Regions from separate parts of the Mus musculus genome. Here regions 1, 3 and 4 are each linked to region 2. Evidence: chromatin contacts called from public Micro-C and promoter capture Hi-C data. All regions are on one chromosome and are shown on one strand. Each heading gives the region's core, a stretch centred on a gene start, on an enhancer-like site or on the middle of the called end of the contact. The rest is flanking DNA. Distances are from core to core; before and after follow the strand shown. Region 1 overlaps Gm46246 (a long non-coding RNA gene). Region 2 holds the start of Nmnat2 (nicotinamide nucleotide adenylyltransferase 2). Region 3 overlaps E330020D12Rik (Riken cDNA E330020D12 gene). Region 4 has its middle 30 kb from the start of Lamc2.

Region 1 (3,447 bases), core at 856-3,355, 420 kb before region 2:
CGTTGTGGACATACTCAGCAACCCGGTCTGTGTGACTTGAATAGCCCTGCTGGTCACATGACAGGGGAGCTCACTAGCATTTGTGCCCCGCTGGTTCTTGAGCTCAAGCATCAGGGCAATCTTCCCAGTTTGCTACACAGCAAATTTCCTTCAGAAGTTGGTAGATTATTTAAAGAGATGTAAGCAAGGTATGGTGGTAATTCCAGCACCCAGGAGGTGGAGGCAGGAGGATTAGGAATTTGAGGCCAGTCTCAGCTACATGAGACCAAAAAGCCAGAATGTTACAGGTGTGAGACGGTTACTATGTTAGTCAGTTGTCCTTGTAACAAATACGTGAGATCACTAGTCTACAAAGATAGGTTTATTTTAGCTACTTGTAAGTAATCGGTCTGCATGTTGTATATACCACAGGACATCTATGCTATTTCTGGGAAATCTCTGGTCTTACGAGGTCTGCTTCTTCGACATAAACGTCTCCAACATAAAAAGCCACAGTTCCCTGAGGTCCTTGGCAGCCAAAGACGCAGACATGTGAGGCCTTGTTTCAGGAGGCACCTTCGGAAGGAAGTCCTCTCTGTTGAAGACATCTGTGCTGCAAACATGGAAGAAACAGAGAAGACAAGATGGAATCCTCAGACTGAGTCCTTATCTGGGAATCAGCTCTGAGGCTAGCAGGCAGCAAGGATGCGGCTAAGTCACCTAGCTGCTAGGCAACAGAGCAGAGGTTCCTCCTCAGGCCAGCATTATGGTTTTCAGTGTTGTCCAGTGTGACCTGAAGTCAGTCCTTACAGTAACTGTGTGAGACTTCCTGCATTCTGCTTGGTCTCTTATGGTTTATTGAGCCATGATTGCCAGCTATGAGTATCCGTCTAACAATTTGAATAAACTGCTTAAATGAGGGTCAGTTCTATGGAGAGAATTACAGCCACAGAGTAAAATGGCATTTTTCTTTGAGATGTTTCATTGCATCTTTTATTATTGTCATTGGGAGACATTTGCCAGCTTCTCTTACTTCGTTTGTATTTCTTGGGTACGCTATATTATTTTTTTTTATTTTTATTTTTTAGAGGATGGAATGAGGGTGGTCAATATAGGTGAGGTAGCCCAGGCTGGTCTTGAATTTTCTATATAGTTGAAGGTGATCTTGAGCCCCTGTCCCTGCCTCCTGAGTTCTGAGGCTGCAGGCATGTGTCACCACTGCTAGTTTTTTAAAAATTCAGTAATGGGGGGGGGGGTCAAGCCTAGAGCTTTGCATGTGCCTGTAAAGTGTCCTACCAACTAAGGTAAATCCCCAGCCCATTATAAATAAATAAATAAATAAATAAATAAATAAATAAATAGATAGATAGATAGATAAATAGATAAATAAATAAATAAATAAATGTATGTATGTATGTATGTTATCATACTGGATATTAGGGGCACATACTTGTAATCTCAAAACTTAGGTTGAGGCAGGGGGATCACTGCAGTTTCAAGGCTAGCCTGGTCTACTCTAGAGAGTAGACACTGTCTCAAAAAAAATATATCATAAAAATGGTTAAACTCAACATTGAAGTGAATTTGCTTTTAAGGGCTCCCCACCCATACCTCAGTCCTTGGAGACTATTCGGGCCCTTGTCACTATGACGTAATCTCAGAAGAGTATTGGGGTAAAGGCTGTCTCTCTATCAGTGTTAGAATCCTAGGCATTCAACAGACGTGTTTTGCTTATCACTAAAAGAGAAACAGAAGATTCCGAGACACTCAGAGCAATTCAGGCCTTTTATTAAAAATTGACAGACCCAGCAAAGCAGCAGGAATCCTCCTCCAATATCTAACTGATAGCAGATTGAATCAGAGATGACACAAGCCAGGACTGGGCTGGTTTATGGTCTCTGTTTAATTTGCAACACAAGGGATTTTAAACAGTGAGTGGGTTTGTCTAAGAATCTTGCTTACGAATGGACTGGGTTGAATTCAGGACCCAATAAGATAGGATAGGATTATTTTAGATAAATTTAATCAGGCTTTTTACAAATTCAAACCCCACCCACATTCCCGCTCAGTGTGATACCTCTGTGAACAAAAGCTCGAAGTGGAGTGAACGCTTTTCGCTTTTTGCTTTTGGGAGATTCCTTCTCACAAGTAAACACAATGGGACAGTGAGGGGAGCAGTGGTGTTCACAGGTGTGGGCTAGAGTCTCCCTCAGCTGACTTACCATCAACCCTTTGAATTTAAAGCTGGGGGTGGAGAGGGGTGGGGTCTCCGTTTGGAGGAAGAAACAAATATTACTTCTCTCATTTTAGAGTGTCTTTTGGATTTTAAGGGCTCCCTGGCTTCGGAGCACACTGAGGTCAGACAAACTTGTTCTGCCTTCACTGCAGTTACAGTAACTAATGGGGTGGGGTGTTTGAAAGAAAGAATAGAATCACAGCCGTCCAGCTGTGAAAATACAAGATCAGTTAAATCCTGCTCCAACAGCTGTGATTGAGTTGCTTGCTTCCTCCCCTCCCCTCCCCTCCCCTCCCCTCCCCTCCCCTCCCCTCCCCTCCCCTCCCCTCCCCTCCCCTCCCCTCCCCTCCCCTCCCCTCTTCTTTCTTTCTTTCTTTCTTTCTTTCTTTCTTTCTTTCTTTCTTTCTTTCTTTCTTTCTTTCTTTCTTTCTTTCTTTCTTTCTTTCTTCCTTCCTTCCTTCCTTCCTTCCTTCCTTCCTTCCTTCCTTCCTTTCTTTCTTTCTTTCTTTCTTTCTTTCTTTCTTTCTCTCTCTTTCACAAGTAGGTCAGGTTGGCCTCTAACTTGTTTAACTTCTGGAAGTCAGCATTTACAGACCACAGGAGGCCTCCCTTTAGGTTTTACAAATTATTTCAGTTCTTCATTTTTCAAAAGCTTAAAGTGATATCAACTTATGAATGTTCTTGGTTTTTAAATTGTGAATTCATAATAATTTCATGAGAATTGCTTACATTTTTCAATATACAACCATATACATACATATATACATACACACATACATATATATGTATATGTATATATGTATGTATGTGTGTGTGTATATATATGTGTGTGTGTGTGTGCGTATACACATATTAAAAACATTCCCAAGGAAAACTGTGGGGTTTTGGTTGGTTGGTTGCTGTTGTTGTTTTGTTTTGTTTTGTTTTTAACTTCAGAAATATTTTACTTAAGTCTGTTTGTTAAAATTTTGCCCAACAGTAGGAACTGAAACCTTCTAACAGTTGCTGTAGATTACTGATGATAACTACCCCAAGGTCATGCCTCCTGGCTTCTTAATGGCCGGGTTCAGCAATATCGTTTGCTGGCAAAGGAATCATTCATTCACAAAACTGGACCCACCCAACCAGAGACCCTTGGTGGAAGTTCAGTTAGATTCTAAACCAAGAAAAATAGTTGCCTCTTTTCCTCACTGAACTTTGATCAGTACTGTGTGCTGTGTGGCCAAGCTAGA
Region 2 (3,291 bases), core at 42-2,541:
GGGCCGGGTCAGGGACTCTCACCCTGCCCTTCTCCCATCCCCAGAGCCCTGGCTCTCCCTTACTCATTTCCTTGAGTCCCAGGGGAAAAGAAAAATCACCCCAACTTATAACTTCTCAATTTCTGCTTTTAAAGTGACCCCGCGTCCCCCTCTCAGGGGTCTAAACGCGCACACACCCTGCGCCTTTGGGTCCTAAAGCAGTAGCCTTCGAGCGGCGTGGCTTCCGCACCGGCGGCGAGAAATTTCAACCTGCGTGGACAATTACCTCTTTCCTGCCTCTCTGCTGGACCTTTATGCACGCACCCGAGACGCCTGAGCTTTCCCCCTCTCACTGTACGTCCCGAACCTCAAAAAACAAACTCGTGAAGACACGTCCCTACCCCACACACGAGCTCTCACGCACATTCAAATATCCATCTTCACACTCACACCGCAAGGATGCCGGTTGTCATCGCCGCCTTGGGCAGAACCTTGGCCAACTTGGGCCGGGATCCATCTCGCCGGCTCGTGGACCACCTCCCGAAGCAGTCGCCCCGCCCCCTCCCCTTTCCAAGGCAGCCGGAGCCAAACCTCGGCGGGGCAGTGGTACCCTTCCCTCTCCATTAGCCAACATCCACCGCTCTGGGCCACCAAAGCTACAATCTCCAAACATTGTCCGTTGAGCCTCCTGGAACCGCCAGCCAAGCCCAGTATTAGTCTCCTTGAAGCCCCAGTCCCTGCCACTGGTGTGTCGTGTGCGAGTGTTTGTGTCTCCGAGGCACATTTAACTCCTTCGAGCTTTCTGCCCATCCTAAACAAACAGCACGTTATCTTCAGCCCTTCTCCTTCCTTCTTCGCACCCCAACCTCTGCCCCTATCCCCACCCTTGCCCGCCAAGTACTCAAACCACCGCACTCCAGGGCTCTAACCAGGCGCCCCCACCCCACCCCAGAGGACACTCACCCCCCAGCCCCGCACCTCCCCCATCCCTGGCCCTCGGCGAGGCGATCTGGCCCCACGCTAGAGAAGCCTGGAAAAAACGCAGTTTGCGTCGGCTCGTGCTAGCGGGGATAGTTGGGGCTGACCTGGCACCAGCCTGATCAGCCGGCGCACCCCTCCGGAGGGGCGCACGCCTTCCTGCTCAATCGCCTTGGAAAGCCCTGATATTGGCGAGAGTAGAGCAGCGGAAGCAGCCTCCGGGGTGGGCGGGAGGACTCACCGAACATCTGAATGTGCCCTTTAGTGATGGGATTGAAGCTGCCGCAGGCCAGCAGGATAACGTGGGTCTTTGTGGTCTCGGTCATGATGGGATGAGGTCTCTCGCACTGATCCAGGGGTTGCCTCTTTTTGTGTCTCGATATGTCTGCAGACGGAGAAAGGAAGGCGAGGCTCCGGCGGTGGATGCTGTGGACTCCAAGGAGCCGCTCTAGACGCAAACCGCGTCACTCCCCGCCTCCCTTTAACGCTTGCCACTCCGGCTCGATCCAAGGCTGCTTTTGTATTGCTCTCCCTTTGGCTCTGCTTAGTCCTACTTCCTCTCTAGCTTCTTTTGCGTCACTGGTCTTGGTTCCTGACCCTATTGTTTCTACCCTCTCCACCCCACCTCACTGCATCTTACTTTATCTACAAGGAAAGGAGTGGTACCCTGGCATCCTTACAGCGTGGTTGCTGGCTATGTTCTCTCTGTGTCAAATTTCGTTTTCCTGACTCACTTTTTCTCTCCCTGTCTACATTCCCTAACATATCCGACTTCAAAAATGTTTGATTTTATGAATTTTCTTTTTCATGAGCTTTAATATTTAAAGTGACAAATGATAGGTTTTCTTTTCAATAGTGTTCATTTCGGATTTTTTGTTTTGTTTTGTTCTCCTCCCTTATTTAGTGATTCTAAACTATTGACTGGAATCCAAATCTTGACCTGTGGCTACTAAGAAAGCCCTTCTGCTAATGTTGGTCCTTTGTGTGGGTTGAATTATGGGTTTGGGCAGATATGAATGGGAAATTAGTAAGGCTAAGTATTACGAAATTCCTACATCAGCTGTCCAAGTTGAGTCAGTCACCACTCTATGCTTACTTCTTGATGCTCACTCTCTATTGGATGCTGCTGTGGACCCCGAATGATAACTGAATTAACTCACTGTCTGACAGAGCAGATTGGACGGAGTCTGAGAAAGCCTCTCTGGCTTAGACGACATTTAAGGCAGGCCTATTTAGACAAGAAGTTGTTGGTACAGAGACCCGGAGACAGGCTTCCAGTGCTTGTGAACATGAAAGGAGGGCCATATAACCAAAAGTCCTGGACAGGTGGGCAAACAGTAGTAGAGAAATGTGCACCCAGTCATCATATGGGTTTAGGATAATGGACAGGAAGTTCTTATGAGTCACTGACTTACAGTGGAATAACAAAAGGAGGCCATTGAAATCGTTAGACAGAGAGTACCATGTAATTGACATTTTTATGAGATCTCTGAGTGTTGGGAGGAAAAGAACCAAGAGGAAAATAAGAATTAGGAGAAAGTTGGCAGCCTTGGGCAGGTGGTCCTGTCCTGGGACTGCTGGGTATAGAGAGTCAGCAGCAGGGAGATGAGGCAGGGCAGGATAGATACCATAGATTTTGTAGCTTTTAGTCTTTGCGGATGGATGGGATATAGAGACGTTTGGGGAAACGCCTTAAAATTTGAGTTTAGTAAATGAATGGGCTAAGACTCTGAAAAATGAATAGGGGGAAAGGAAAGGTTTGAAGACCGGACAACTGTTCTCTTTGGATGCATTACAGAACCAGTAATTAGATTCCTGATTCAGAAGCACAAGTATTGCCTTCTTGGACGAACAGTTCCTTGCAAGAGTCAGCTCTCTCCTTCTGCATTGTGGGAACTGGGTGTTGAACCCAGGCCATCGGCCTTGGTAGTGAGTACCTTTGCCTGTTCAGCCACCGCATTAGCACTGCTCCTTACTTCTTATCTAAGAGTTTCTGGCAGGCATGCGGTTCATATTTCTTAATTTTTGCTGAATAGTAAATCAATTCCTACTGTGGAGAGATTTTCTAGTTTTCTAGTTTCTAGTTTATTACTTTGTGTGTGTGCACGTAAGCATGCATGTGCGCGCGCGCACACACACACACACACACACACACACACAAATATTACAGCACTACCACAGAGCTCAGAGGACAACCTGCAGCTGTCATTTCTCTCCTCTTTAAGTGTGGGTCCCTGGGATAGAACTCAGACCATCAGCCTTGGTGACATCTGCTTTACCTGATAAGCCAAAGTACTGACCCCAAAGTTTCTGGTTTCAATATAAGAGTCTTAA
Region 3 (3,448 bases), core at 627-3,126, 450 kb before region 2:
CTGCCATGCTAGTTTCTAAAGTCTGATTCCCAGTTCTCACAGGCTACTGCCAATCACTGTGGGCCTTGACGTTTTATTGGCCACATCCAGCTGGTGGGCGGGTCAGTAATTTTGAAGCTTAATATACCATTCCCATCCTCGTAGGGAAGAAGTGTATACTGAATACTCTGGCAGTAGTAACGTCTCCCCTACTAAGTACAGCTTAATCTTTTTTCTTTTAACCTTTACCACTTTAGCAATCAAGTCTCTTGGGGCTGGCATAACCCGGTCCATCAAGGACCAATTTCCCTACATTCCTAGTCTATGCATCTTTGTCCTAAGGAGGAATACGTAGGTATATTACTCAGATTCTCTGCATCCACAACACTTAGACTGTTCCCATCCTCTCCCACATTCCATCGCCTCATCACCGCCTGAGCTGGGCTCTTCCTCTGTTTGTTCAAAAGTGAATTCAAGAGTTCAGGTCCCTACTGTTTCCTGAGTACTACAGTTTCCTATACTATGACATCCCCAAGTCCCAATCTGCACGATGCTTTGTTATGGATTTTTCTTCTTCGAGTTGAAGTTTGACCTTTGGAACAGTAGTCCATCACTTCTCCATGGCTTTCTTCTTCCTCACAATCCCTTTCCATGATATTTAGTGTCTAACTGGTGAGAAAATTATGTAACTGGGAATTATTATTATTATTGTAGAAAGGGGGGGTTTACAACTTCTGTGCTGCAAAGGGTATTTGTCCTTCGTACTAGGTTGTTCCCTCTCTGACACTGCTCACCTGTATTTCAGCTAAGACCTTCTCAGCACAGGGCTGTCACGCTATAGGCTTTCAGTCAGTGTGCAGCTACTAAATCCTGTAGCTCAGTGAGTCTGTTTTGTGCTATTGTTGTTTGGGGGGGGGGTTAGAGCATCTGCAGGGTGGGCACTTCTGCATTGACTCTACAGGTTGACTCATGATGAAAAAATTTCTTAAGATTTTATGTAACAGTTACACTCCATTTTTTTATCAGAAAAAGACTTCTGGTCAAAACTTCCTTCTGGCTCATCGTGAAACCAAACCTAGGCTTGTAATCTTTCAAATCTGAGGTCACTGAGCACACAGCTCTTCTGCATCTTTTGAGACAGGGTTTCTCTGTATAGCTATGGGTGTCCTGGAGTCTATTTTGTAGACCAGGCTGGCCTCAAACTCAGAAATTCACCTGCCTCTGCCTCTGGAGTGCTGGGATTAAAGGCGTGTGCGACCATGGACACTGACACCGAATGACAGCTGTCTTAAAGCAAAACGCAAGATAGGTAAGCATTTCCCAGGTCAGATGTCAGAGATCCACTCAGAACGCGTTTCTGTAACACTTCCTTTTTATCTTTGGAGGAACTAGGGTTGAGGAGCAAAGCAGAGTCCCTTGACATACACACCAAGGTACAGGACTGGCTCCTGGGTGACAGAACCAGGTCTGCAACTAGGGGAAGGCACCTGGGAGGAAACAAGGACCTGGAAGATTTGCCATCCTGTTATCCCCATGGTGACTCCTGGGCTCCAGACAGGATCTTGCTATATAGTGCAGCTGTGTACATCAGACCTGCCTCTTGTCTTCCATGTGCTGGGATCAAAGGTGAGCACTACCATTCGGGGCCCTAGTTGTGATTTTTAGCATGGCTTTAGGCAACATGGTGGGGTCAGAATGAATGGGAACAGAGAGATCCCAGAGGGAGCAGGCTTGTTCTACAGAGAAGGGAGGCAGTTAGGGTGGTTTACAGAGAAAGTTTAAGTATCTGCTCTGTATGCAAGCTACTGCTGGTGAGTTATCAGGGCACACAGAGTCTCTGAGCTGAGTTCTTGCTGAGGAGAGAGACACTAAAGATATTATTTAAAAGACTGTGAGGAGCGGGTGTGGCAGCAGTCACAAGATGGCACCTGGGACTGCAGCTAAGTCTTATGACTTGCACCTGACTTCCTCATACACCTGAAAATAAGCCATGACCATCGTGAGAGCTGTGCAGGTGTAGCACGATGCTGGCAGTGTAAACAAGTCCATATTTGGTGGAGACATGCCCCTGCCGCCCTGATTGGCTGAAGCTGCGTGCCTGGTGAGATGATATGGCGTACTGTGAGTGGTTGGGGGCTGAGAGTATATAAGCAGACCTCCCTGGGTGCCCGGGGTGTGTTGAGGCAATGCTCCCCGTAGCAGCATTGAGGCATTCCTGCAATAAAGGCTGTTGAGAAGAACCCGACCGTGTTGTGTCTTCCTTGCTGGCCAAGGTGGGCGCAACATCTGGTGGCCTGTACAGGGCCCAAGGACAACGACCTTGTGGATTCAGAACTCTTCAGCTGAGGAACGGTGGTACCGGTAAGTCTCCCAAATTGATCCCCGGGTTTAAGGGGGATATGTTTTTCTCGCCCATAGACCCAGTGTGGGTAGAAAAAGGGTGAAAGGGGCGAGAAAGAAAAGAGGAAAGGAAAGGGGAAAGGAAAGGGGAAAGGGGAAAGGGGAAAGGGGAAAGGGGAAAGGGAAAGGGAAAGGAAGGGTTGAGACGATAAGGTTCCCGGGTAAATGGGACAAGTTAAGGTTCGTGAGTTATGCTTTTTTCTCCTATTGACCCTTTGTGCGTAGGTCTGGTAGTTTTGGTCTTGTTTGTTCTGATATATGGACTCTGTTACTGTTTGAATTGTCAGGCAGTCAAGACAGGTCAGAAAATCCTTACAGAGCAACAAGAGAGTATGTCAGAAGAGGAGAAGGGCTTAAAAAGAAAAAGAAAAAGAAAGGAGACACAGTGTTATCAGGTGGACAGAAAGGACAAAACAAAAGAGCCGAGGCAGAGGAGGGAGGCGAATTAGCTTCTATGCCCCCTCCCTATACCTCCTCGGCAGCTGCCTATTAGCAGAGGTTTGGAGAGAGGTTAGATTCTCCTTGCTGGGATGTCCTATTTTCACCGGCCAAGCAGGACAGAGATATCATGAGCCTCTAGATTTCAAAGTAATCAGGAATTTGGCTGAATCCATGCGGACTAATGGCCTAACTGCCTCCTATACTGTGGCTCAAGTAGAGGCCTTGAATAGACACTGCATGACTCTGTCCGATTGGGCAGTCTTGGTGAAGGCATGCCTTTCACCTGGGCAGTATTTAGATAGGAAAGCCTTCCTTATTGAATTTGCAAATGAACAGGCAGCAGCTAACACTGCTGCAGGAAATCCAGCATAGGATAGGATTATGCTGCTTGGTCAAGGTCGCTTTGCACAACAACAGACAGGATATCCAGTGCAGGTGAATCAGATTGCCATAAGGGTGTGGAAATCATTGCCCACTGGTGTTGACGTGGGCGAAAGGAGCTGTTTGTGCTTTTCCCCAGGAACAAGAAAATCCAATCTGGGTACCAGAGCGATTGACATGAAAGCTGCCTACAACTTCTATCCCGTCCTCCCCCACCCCCCCACCGAAGATGAAACTATGGATCCTG
Region 4 (3,245 bases), core at 630-3,129, 260 kb before region 2:
ATTATAAATGGTTAGAACCATGGTACCTGTAAAGCGCTTCTAACCGGACCTCCTCAGAGAAAGCTTTGGAGACACTGGTTAACCTTTACCAGAATAGTCGCAACCCTCCTCTCGCCCCATCAGCAGGGTCTGATTCAGAAGGGAATGTTAATCCTTTCGCTACCTTGTAGGAGCGGTAGGTCGAGTGGTTAAAGGTTGCTACCTTCATTTCCCCTGAGTTTACAGCTTAAAGAAACGCACCAGCCTCTCGGCACCAGCTTGGGATACCTGGCAGCCAAGAGGGTGTTGAAGTAGAAAGCAAGGCCACCTGCCTGAGGCACAGGGGGACCCAGCCTGTAGGAAAAGCCAATCTCCCAGACCCATGGCTTATGAAAATAGAAACTGGGCCATTTTAACTTGCGTGGGATTGTGTCTGTTCACTGTAAGCAGATTTAAATGAAGTATTAACAAGTGGGGGGGGGGGGGTAGAGAGATGGCTCGGAAGTTAGGAGCACGCACTGCTTCATCCTGAGGACCAGGCTGCAGGGGAGAGAGTTGTGAACACCTTCATTGGGCAGCTCACAAATGTCTCTAACTCCAGCTCCGAAGGGTCCACCACCCCCTTCTGACTCAAGGAGCAATGTCACTGACAGGCGCAGTTGCACAGGCACACACACTCACAGATAAACACAATTTTTTAGAGTCTTTACGGGTACTTTTTAAATCAATAAGCAGTATTGGGGGTGGGGTGCAGTTCTACTAAGTAGCTCATCCAATTTAAACTTAACCCTGACTAGCTTACAAATAAATGAGACTCAGGCTATGGTTATTTGATTTGGCTTTGACAGTTACTGGGGGGAGGGGAATGTCACCCCTAATCTACTCTTTTCACTGCTGGCCTGGCTGCCTCCCCAGCAGTGTATCCTAGATACTTGCTGTTTCTCCTGGCCATGTGCTCACAGTCCATCTCCCCTCATGTCGCTTCCTCCTCTCCTCTTGTTTTTTCCTCCTCCTCCTGGTCTCTCTTATCCAACAGGTAACTCAAAACCCACCCACCTTAATTCCCCCAGGAACCGGCTGTAACCAATTTTATTTAACCATTAGTTTTAAATCAAAGAACGTGGATTGCACAACAAAAGCTTGTAAAAGTAAGAATTCACTGGTGGGCCTAGACCTTCTGGTACAGAATTTAGCATTACAATACATAGCAGCAGACCAAACCTCAATTTATCTCAGAGGCAGCACTAGTTCTGAACAAGTATACGTTCCACAAGCTAGAGAAAGTACCCAAGGAGCTAAAGGGATCTGCAACCCTATAGGTGGAACAACATTATGAACTAACCAGTACCCCGGAGCTCTTGACTCTAGCTGCATATGTATCAAAAGATGGCCTAGTCGGCCATCACTGGCAAGAGAGGCCCATTGGACATGCAAACTTTATATGCCCCAGTACAGGGGAACGCCAGGGCCAAAAAGGGGGAGTGAGTGGGTAGGGGAGTGGGGGTGGGTGGGTATGGGGGACTTTTGGTATAGCATTGGAAATGTAAATGAGCTAAATACCTAATAAAAAAAGGAAAAAAAAAAAAAAGACTTGAGGTCACCGAAGCAAAAGTGAAACGCATCCTTCTGAAAGGAAAGCCAGATAGCAAAAGTGCAATCAAAAGTCAAAGGATGCGTGGATTGGAAGTTCAAACCCAAGAAACTTGGTACTTGGCTTTGTCTTTGCTTTAACTCCTCTCTGTCAGAAGTTCCTTCTTCCCTTCCCTCAGGACAGTGGAGCCTGATGTCAAGGAGTCACCTACTCTGTTGGAACCGTCTGGTCCATCCTGAGTCTAGCATTATGGGCCTGCCTGGCTGTTAGCATGCCCGCCCTCAGCATGCGTTCATCATTCAAGCATCCCTTGATTGTCTGTCAAGTCATTTCCACCTGCAGGGAGGCCCTTAGGCTGGAAGGCAGCAGTTACTGAGGTCTTCTCAGCGGCAGGGAAGTGACTGTTTGCCTCATCTTGCAACTGCTAGCTTTTCTCCCCTCCCTCCACCCACATTCTGCACCCACAGCCCTACCTGAGTGAGCATAGACTGACTCTTATTTGAAAGGAGATAAACAAAACCACGGGAACCAAATGGCACAGCACACGATGACATAGACCCACATCCATCCCTTCACATCTGTGGATTGTAGCCAGAGTCCCTCCGGTAGCCTGATCCGATCCCCTAACTCTTGGGAATGATTTTCAGTAAAATTTTAACTGATTAGTTGTGTTCTCCTAAGCCTTAGAATGAATACAGGCCATAAAGGTATAACTCAGAGTAGTTTGTATCTGTTAAAAGTTTGGCAACAGGCTCTTATGTATGTATGTAACCTTGCCAAGTGCATGCCTTTAATCCTAGAATTTGGAAGGCAGGCAGAACACTGTAAATCCTAAGTCACCCTAGCCTCTACAGGGAGTTCTAGGCTGGCCAGGGATACACAGTGAGACCCTGTATCAAAGACAAACAAATAAAAATAAAAAGGAAGGTTCGTTGGGGCTGGTGTGTGCTTAGCAGTGTTAGGTCTGGCATCCTGAGTTCCACCCCTGGGACCCACAACGGTATCAGGAGAGAACGGATCTTTGTAAATCCTTTTCTACCTCTGTACACATGCACCCCACACACAGACACATACATAAATAGATGTAATTTTAATTTTAAAAAATGTAACCTATTGTGTCACTTCCCATGAGGATGTCCAAATGAACTTAAATGATGCTCCACGAAGATGCCTGGTTCTACCTTTGATGGCCATCTTTCTGTCTTCCCACAATGCAAGCAACAAAAGCCAATTTTGTACTTTTCAGCTGGTGCCACTGGGACCCACCCTATGTTGTCTACCACCACTCTGAGATCCTCCACCATTTCAGTAACTCAGCGCAACTCTCCGATTTGCTTTGTTGTTTTTGGTCGTGGTAAAGCTTTCCAGAGCCATCCTGGGTACTCAGTCTCTTCTAAGATAGCTGTCTCATTCTCCTTAACCTCTTCTCTGCCAGTTGCCCCCAGACTGTCCATGGATTGCCTCTTTCCTCCTGACAATGGTCTCTGTGTGAGGTTAGTGCCGAGTAAGCACAAGCTCAGCTTGAACAGGACTGTCTGAGAGATGGGCTGTCCGATGGCAGATTACAAGCTTCTGGGCTGCTGAGCCAGCACGGAAGGCAAAACCTCAAGAGGCTATGATTTCCATGATTACACGTTCAGCGCGCTCAGAGAATATGTGAAGACCTGATGCCCTC

Evidence for each region. Promoter capture Hi-C pulls out the DNA fragments that hold promoters and counts their contacts. Hi-C and Micro-C count contacts between places; a contact is called where the count stands out from the background.
Region 1: a contact with region 2 is called in a promoter capture Hi-C map of embryonic stem cells, with 2.9 times the contacts expected there. The contact joins the enhancer-like site here to the promoter of Nmnat2 in region 2. A contact is called at or near these places in 20 of 39 promoter capture datasets (the 3T3-L1 cell line, 3T3-L1-derived adipocytes, the C10 cell line and 11 more), 1 of 484 Hi-C or Micro-C datasets (myeloid progenitors), 7 of 115 datasets of contacts at active chromatin or transcription factors (embryonic forebrain, embryonic hindbrain, embryonic stem cells and 2 more) and 1 of 9 other capture datasets (adipose tissue).
Region 3: a contact with region 2 is called in a promoter capture Hi-C map of the HPC-7 cell line, with 3 times the contacts expected there. The contact joins the enhancer-like site here to the promoter of Nmnat2 in region 2. A contact is called at or near these places in 14 of 39 promoter capture datasets (the 3T3-L1 cell line, 3T3-L1-derived adipocytes, the C10 cell line and 8 more), 2 of 484 Hi-C or Micro-C datasets (cerebral cortex and cortical neurons) and 1 of 115 datasets of contacts at active chromatin or transcription factors (embryonic stem cells).
Region 4: a contact with region 2 is called in a Micro-C map of embryonic stem cells, with 4 times the contacts expected there. The contact joins the enhancer-like site here to the promoter of Nmnat2 in region 2. A contact is called at or near these places in 3 of 39 promoter capture datasets (the 3T3-L1 cell line and hippocampal neurons) and 2 of 484 Hi-C or Micro-C datasets (embryonic stem cells and nephron progenitors).

The regions. Positions count from the first base shown.
Region 1 is chr1:153,375,364-153,378,810 of GRCm38.p6, reverse strand. Gm46246 (a long non-coding RNA gene) reads left to right here. Exons shown (of 2, transcript XR_001779877.1): 2 at 412-954. Among named protein-coding and RNA genes, the nearest start is that of Gm46246, 20 kb to the left of the region's middle. Within about 2 kb of position 2,105, at least 26 of the 459 cell types and tissues checked have an H3K27ac peak or open chromatin away from gene starts, as enhancers often do. A contact at or near this core is called in embryonic stem cells, epiblast stem cells and stem cell-derived epiblast-like cells, where this site is marked.
Region 2 is chr1:152,953,101-152,956,391 of GRCm38.p6, reverse strand. Nmnat2 (nicotinamide nucleotide adenylyltransferase 2) reads right to left here and starts at 1,291. Exons shown (of 11, transcript NM_175460.3): 1 at 1,199-1,291. The coding sequence starts at 1,283.
Region 3 is chr1:153,406,494-153,409,941 of GRCm38.p6, reverse strand. It overlaps E330020D12Rik (Riken cDNA E330020D12 gene), which reads left to right. Exons shown (of 4, transcript NR_033736.1): 2 at 1,372-1,605; 3 at 2,253-2,340; 4 at 3,341-3,448. Among named protein-coding and RNA genes, the nearest start is that of E330020D12Rik, 6.0 kb to the left of the region's middle. Within about 2 kb of position 1,876, at least 12 of the 459 cell types and tissues checked have an H3K27ac peak or open chromatin away from gene starts, as enhancers often do. A contact at or near this core is called in the HPC-7 cell line, where this site is marked.
Region 4 is chr1:153,214,530-153,217,774 of GRCm38.p6, reverse strand. No RefSeq gene overlaps it. Among named protein-coding and RNA genes, the nearest start is that of Lamc2, 30 kb to the right of the region's middle. Within about 2 kb of position 1,879, at least 6 of the 459 cell types and tissues checked have an H3K27ac peak or open chromatin away from gene starts, as enhancers often do. A contact at or near this core is called in embryonic stem cells, where this site is marked.